Linked DNA regions of Zea mays: region 1 is linked to region 2. A link is a contact called in public Hi-C data. All regions are on one chromosome and are shown on one strand. Each heading gives the region's core, a stretch centred on a gene start, on an enhancer-like site or on the middle of the called end of the contact. The rest is flanking DNA. Distances are from core to core; before and after follow the strand shown. Region 1 has its middle 85 kb from the start of LOC118472006. Region 2 has its middle 16 kb from the start of LOC109939473.

Region 1 (3,316 bases), core at 358-2,857, 550 kb after region 2:
TTAGGAAAATAATGCTTCGAATGACGAAAGTCATTAACCATTAATCTATTTTTATGTTGACTTGTTCTTAATTCATAGCAATTGAGAACAAGTCCCCAACAGTCCACTACTTGTCTCATTTAGCAAAACCATAATGGAGCTTCGAGAGGCAAGGTCAAAAGTTTGAATTCTCAAGAACGCACACACACATTCTAACATGTGACTAGCGATCATGCAGTAGCTTCTTGGGCATGAAAAAAAAAATCCTACAACTTGTCATAGTTTTCCTTTTTCTATTATTTAAAAAATGGAGAGATGCTTGCTTTTGTCGATTGTCCATGTAAATGTCTTTTTTTCTAGAATATTTAACATAGGAGCGCGCGGGTTCAAAAAACCACCCTTGAAAATGCATCAGAAAAATCACTCTTAGGGCCCGTTTGTTTCCTTTCATTTCGAGGAATTAAAATCTTACTAATAGAATAGACTATTTTTTTAGAATATGACATTCCACCACTTTCCAAAGTTATCATATAAGCCTATCTCAAATTCATGGGGTGAGAGATGTAAATTGATTCTATAGATTTACATGCTAATTTTCCGATGTACAACTTATAGCACACTCTTTTACTTGCGCCTCTCTAACATAAATGTACTATATAACTATCTCTCTCATAGGATAATATACAAATATATTACATATATAAATATATAAACTTAATTAGTTTTATCTAAATTATAATTATTAAAATAGAATTCAATTCCAACGAAACAAACGGGCCCTTATAGTATTTTTCCCTTATAAAGAAGAGATACACCTAAAGACTTAAAAGGAGTTCTCGTAGAAGGAAGGAGGATGGCATGGGGGCTCTTGCTCAAGAAAATAAATAGTGAAAACCACAATACTATAGGTGGAAACATGCATGAAACTAGTTTAAAAATAAATTTCGTAACTTGGAAATTTTCAAAACTTGACATATGTAGGAGGCCTAGGAGCTCATTTCCTATATATCAAGAAGTTACGATGCAAAGTCATTTTTGAGAAACTCGTATGTAAATAATAAAATTCAAGTGCATGTACACTAGAAGACAAAAATCCAGCCTTTTGTCTTGTAGTGCACATGCAATTCAATTTTGTGATTTTTGTATGAATGTTTTTTTTTTTAAAAAATGAGTTTATATTCTAACTTTTGCAAGTGACTGCTAGGTATATATAGCTAGATTTACTACGTAACTGTCATTTTAAAAAAATAGATTACAAGAGTATTCTTCAAATCTAGTGTTCATGTTTTCCGGCTAGTAGGTGTTTTCCACCGCATATTTTGTCATCTATATCTTGCTCATTGGGTCACGCGTACAATTGACGTTATATAATGCAGTAATGCACTGGTTTAGTCATAGGTAATGAACTGACGCACTATCACTGACACTGAGGAGCCGCAGAGATTCGGCAGTTGCGCTAGATTGGCTGGACGCAGCAGAGATGACGGTGAGTTAGGCTGGTGATGACACAACACAAGGCTCCATTGGCAGTTTGGAACGCATGGCACTGGCAGAGTATGGCACGGACCCGTGGACACTTGGGCAGAGGCCGAAGCAGACGAGACGACACACCTCGTTACGGCGGGCCCACAGTGTCAGCGTGGCTCGAGATACCATCACGTGGGCAAATCCATCATCAACCAAGGGATAGTACAGACGGGGCGCCCTTTCCTAGCGTATTTCCAGTACGATTCCTTCCTCTTTTAGGCGACGCACAGGTTCTGGCCTCGTCTAGATCGAGCATCGATGCGCTCGGGGGATGGCGAGCAATCGGCCCCTCGTCGGGAGCGTGCGTGCCGTGCATCTATTCCCGTACGTGGAAGAGAGGAATAAAGGGCCAGCGGTGAAAAAGGGGAGGCCGGAGTGCCGGACCGGGAGAGCCGTCAATGCATGCAGTTCGCCGCTCACTTTGAAAAGCGGCAGCAGACTGCTTGGTTCCTTTTACCTCTTCTTCCTTTCCGCCACAGAGTACGGCCGGCCGGCGCCATTTGCGTACTTTGACCGAAATACAGGTACGTAGAGAGCTAGAGCACACACTGCTGCTGCTCACCTCTTCCTGTCCTAGTAGCAGCTAGTAACCCTGTGGCACGTATTAACAATCCCAAGCAACCCTGTGGCACGTATTGTAATCACCGATGATGATTTTGCAGTTTAGTTTCCATCAAGCTAATAAACAGGTAGTCTTTGAGAAGCTGCAGGACAAGACAGTTGGCCACTTGGTATTGACAACATGACAAGACAGTTGGGTCTGGCACTGCTAGCTCCATCAGCAAGGAGAACTAAAAAGCTAAGGGGGTGTTTGGTTTAAGGAATCACTATATCCAAATTGAGGTGGTGCATTATAGGTTGATTCCTCAAATTTGGTGGGATGACCACATTCCTCATATTAGTACTAACTAACTAACTATGAGGAATGAGGTGGTGATGGATTAACTCATTCCATTCCACAAACCAAACAAAAATAGTGAGGAGTGAGAAGATGATGGACTAGCTCATTCCTCAAACCAAACACCCTATAAGGGCTTGTTCGGTTATTCCCAATACACATGGATTGGATGGGATTGGAAAAAATTGTGAAGACGTTTGACTTGTCTGGGATTCAAACTCATCCAATCCCACTCAATCCACATGGATTGAGAGCTAACCGAACAAGCCCTAATTGTTCCTCATCCTCCAATATGATGAGGTGGAACCGTTTTCGTTTGGAGAGGATATGCAAACCAAAAAAAGAAAATTGTTGTGGGCGGGCGGACAAATGGAGCGGCCTGCGAAACGAGAGTCAATGCTGTTAGGTGGGCGCACGCACACGTATGGGCATACGTGTGTGACGCAGCAATAGTAGACGCAAGTGTAACTCTGAAGCTTCATCCATCCACGGTTTCGTTACCAGTTGTGTGGTTGTTGTGGATCTCATCTCACGCCCCGGGTCGGGTTCATTCGGACGCATCATGGTCCTTTCTCTTCGCCAGTTTCCATTAATTTGGAGAAGGCGTAAACTAGCTAGGCCCCGTCGTCAAACGACGATGCCATGGATCATTCGTCTTCACAGCTAGAATTTGGAGTATGGCACTCGTACGTGCTTGTCGACGATGCTTCCACCCCCAAGAAAGAACAATAGTCGTACAATACAACCTGCACACATCTCTGTCACCACCGCACCGCCTGTAGATCGAGGATAATACAATAATACTAATTAATAACCAACAAGAAAAAATCAGTCATATCAACACTTGAACAGCAGCAGGTTTTCTGTGACGAAAGTCCAGACATGGGCAATATAGCACACGCCCGAAACACC
Region 2 (3,431 bases), core at 538-3,037:
AAGAGAGGCCCTGCAACATCTCTGGTGTTACTAGTACTAAAACTTGACATGACATCATATGCATTGACATCTTTGTATTGTAATACACCTAGAATGCATTCACTAGAACCACGAAAAACTCTGAGTGTGATATTGTGTTTAGCAGAGAATAGAAAACCCAGTTTGAAAAACTTCAGTTCGACCCAAAAGTGGAATTTATGATCTGATAATATTTTGCCAAAAGTCAAAATATTAAAGTCATAGAGTTTTCTAAACCAAAAAAGTTTCATGTGTGGATATTTCCAAATTTTATAGCAAAAAGTGAAGAAACACTTGAAAACAAGTTTTGACCTAGGGTTTTGAATTCTTAAAAACTTTAGCAGCTAACCATCCTGGGGCCCTTGTAACTTCTGATTTATAGACAGTTTGAAAGCGGTCACTGTAGCAAAGCTGTAGAATTACACTAAGTGCATAAATTTGATTAAGTTACTCAGCCCTAAAACCATATGGAACTGTTTGTAAACCTTGTTCCAAAGTGGAATGTTTAATCCAAAGTGGAATGTTTAATCCTAGAATTTAAGAACCTCAGTTTTTGCAGTGTGAAGCCACTTTGGAGGCTTGTTAATAGCTAATCTATACAGTTCTAGACCAAGGTTACTGTAACAAAGTGGAAGACCACATATTGGTGTGTACGTTTGGTAAAGAGTCCTACCCCTAAAGTCATTTAGAACTGGTAGTAACAGTGGTCCAAAGATCCAATGTCTTAATCTGGATATCAAACTTAGTACAATTTCAGAGGCTGAATTTGTGTGTTCGGTACAACTTTGGGGGTTCTTTGTGAGATATCTATGAGGTATTCAGCTATACTCTTAGTAGAAAATTTGAAGAGCATACATTAGTGACAAGGTTTTTTAAGGGAAGGTGGCTTGGTACTACATAAAAAGGAGAATAAAGCTTGCTTGAAAGAGGGCTGTCAGGTGTTATTATTGCCTGACTTCAGACATCAGTAACCATGACAGTGAGTTCTTGGTCACTTTGGGGCCCTGTAGATGTTGATCAATAATGTTTTGGATCAGGGTGCTTGTGTCAAGTTGGTAGTACATAGTAAGGAGAACAAACTTCTTATAGGTTGTAAGGCTTGGTACTACACCAAAATCAAAAAGAAATCGATGCTAAGATGGACTGGCAGGTTGTAGTAACTGAATTTTGTTCGGTAACTGAAAAACTATATGGCAGTGTGTGGTGTCTAGTTTGGAGCTCTTGTGCTCAATTAGTGTAGTTTTTGGCTGAAGTTTCTATAGTAAGTTGGTCGACTATAGGAAGGAGAACAAGTCTCTAGGAGTGTTGGATCTCGTACTACACAAAATTGTGCGTTGTGTGCTCTCAATTCTGCCTTGTCAGACATGAGGGGTGCAGCTCTGGTTCAGTAGACTGTAGATATGGTTCAGTGTTTTTCTCCAGATTTGGAGCTTTCTGGTGAATGATTGGTGAGATTCTGGTTCATAGTATCTTTAGCAAAAAGTTAGGGGGTTAGTGGGTGAACAAAGTTCATTAAAGATGGTTCCCCTGTTGTTGTTTAATTCTAGGAGAAAAAAGTGGTGAACTTGGTATAGGAGTCGACCTGAACATGTTCAGACGTGAGCAAAAATATCTGCAAGGAAATATCCCTCTCCACTACCGTTTCTACTGGTTTCCAGGGGGTAGTAAATGGATGAGGCCAGGGCTTGGACAGGGCGGGATCACCTGAGGTTGGCTTTGCTGCACCAAGGATAAGAATGGAGAGGAGGGTTCAAGCCAGTTACTGTCTGTCTATCTGTTGGCTTGATGTCCAGAGGGGGTTTGGCCGCAGCTGCTGCCTCCCTGTGCCCCTGCCCTACGTGGTGGCCATGCAATAGAAGTGTACAACATGTTAACTTTATATCCCCTGCTAGGTTCAACTCTGATCGCAACAAACCAAAGGATGGGATGACTTGCTATGGTTTTTGAGGTACAAAGAGAACCCTGCTGTGCTTCTATTATTTCCCTAGCTGGTTCATCGTGTACGGGAAATTGTCAATAAGCCAAAGTCGAGGGGCTTATTTGCTCTTGTCAGTGTCACGGGTATACAGTGCGCGGGACGCAAGTCTGAAATATTCGGGCGCGGGGTTCCCTACTGAAAGGGAAATATGCCCTTAGACCATTTCTATATTATTTTGGTGATTAAATGTTCAACACATTGAGTTATGACTTTAATGAGCTAAGAGTTAAATAGATGCAAATGGAAAAATAAAGGTATGATTCTAACACTTAGTAAATTGTTTTTGGTACTAACTATGTTCTACTAAGTGCTAGAAAACTTCTCAAATCAAGAAAAATTCAAAGGGAGAAGTTTGGCTAAGTTTAGCCAAATCTGCACCAGCCTGTGGTGCATCGGACTGTCCAGTGTGCACCGGACAGTGTCTGGTGCCTAGGTTGGCGCGCTCAGCGAACTGGCCGCTCTCAGGAAAAACTCAGGGCGTCACGACTATAATTCACTGGACTGTCCAGTGTGCTAGCTACGTGCCCAGCTAACGTCGACCGCGCGATCAGCGGGTGACACGTGGCTCTGCCAACGGTCAGAAGGTTGCACCTGATTGTTCGGTGTGCCACAAGACCAGTGGCTGGCAACGGTCAGCTTCGCCAGAAAAGGAAAGAAACCAGGCACTGTTCACTGTCCGGTGATGCACCAAACTGTCCGGTGCGCCCACGGACAGAATGCAACCAGAGCCTTCCAAATAGAACTCAAACGACTCCTAGCTCCCTTGGGGCTATAAAAGGGACCTCTAGGCGTGGAGCACTACACCAAGCATCCATTGAACATCCTACAACACCTAGACTTCGCAAGCACTCATTCGATTCATTGATATAGAGATTTGAGCATTTCTTTGAGTTGTAACTCCACTGCGTTGTTTTGTGTGCTCAGTTCTTGACTTGTGTGCGTGTTGTTGCTGCGACTCTAGTTCTTGTGTGTGTTTCTATTCCCTCCCTTACTCTTGTGGTTCTTGTGATGAATCTTGTAAGGGTGAGAGACACCAACTTGTGGAGATTCCTCACGAAGGGAATACTTGAGAAAAGGAAGAAAACCATTGTACTCAAGTTTGATCTTTGGATCACTTGAGAGGGATTGGGTGCAATCCTTGACCGAAGGAGGTCACCACAATGTGGAGTAGACATTGACCGAACCATGGGATAAAATCACCATGTCACTTGTGCATCTTTCTATCGTGATTATTTTCTTCCATAGAGTTCTCACTTATTCACTTGCGCTATTGTTCCTAAGTTCAATACATATCCTAAATGAACAATCAAGTGAAGAGTTCTCTTCTCTCTATTCATATCACCTTGGTTTTAATCCCACTAACATTTATTATAAACAAAGTTTGTGTTGTTTAGACTTGATTTTTACAGGATCACCTATTCACCCCCCTCTAGGT

Evidence for each region. Hi-C and Micro-C count contacts between places; a contact is called where the count stands out from the background.
Region 1: a contact with region 2 is called in a Hi-C map of ear, with 5 times the contacts expected there. The contact joins two enhancer-like sites. A contact is called at or near these places in 5 of 25 Hi-C or Micro-C datasets (bundle sheath, ear, endosperm and 2 more).

Annotation. Positions count from the first base shown.
Region 1 is chr5:45,156,959-45,160,274 of Zm-B73-REFERENCE-NAM-5.0, forward strand. No RefSeq gene overlaps it. Among protein-coding and RNA genes, the nearest start is that of LOC118472006, 85 kb to the left of the region's middle. Within about 2 kb of position 1,608, at least 17 of the 20 cell types and tissues checked have an H3K27ac peak or open chromatin away from gene starts, as enhancers often do. A contact at or near this core is called in ear, where this site is marked.
Region 2 is chr5:44,606,079-44,609,509 of Zm-B73-REFERENCE-NAM-5.0, forward strand. No RefSeq gene overlaps it. Among protein-coding and RNA genes, the nearest start is that of LOC109939473, 16 kb to the right of the region's middle. Within about 2 kb of position 1,788, at least 4 of the 20 cell types and tissues checked have an H3K27ac peak or open chromatin away from gene starts, as enhancers often do. A contact at or near this core is called in ear, where this site is marked.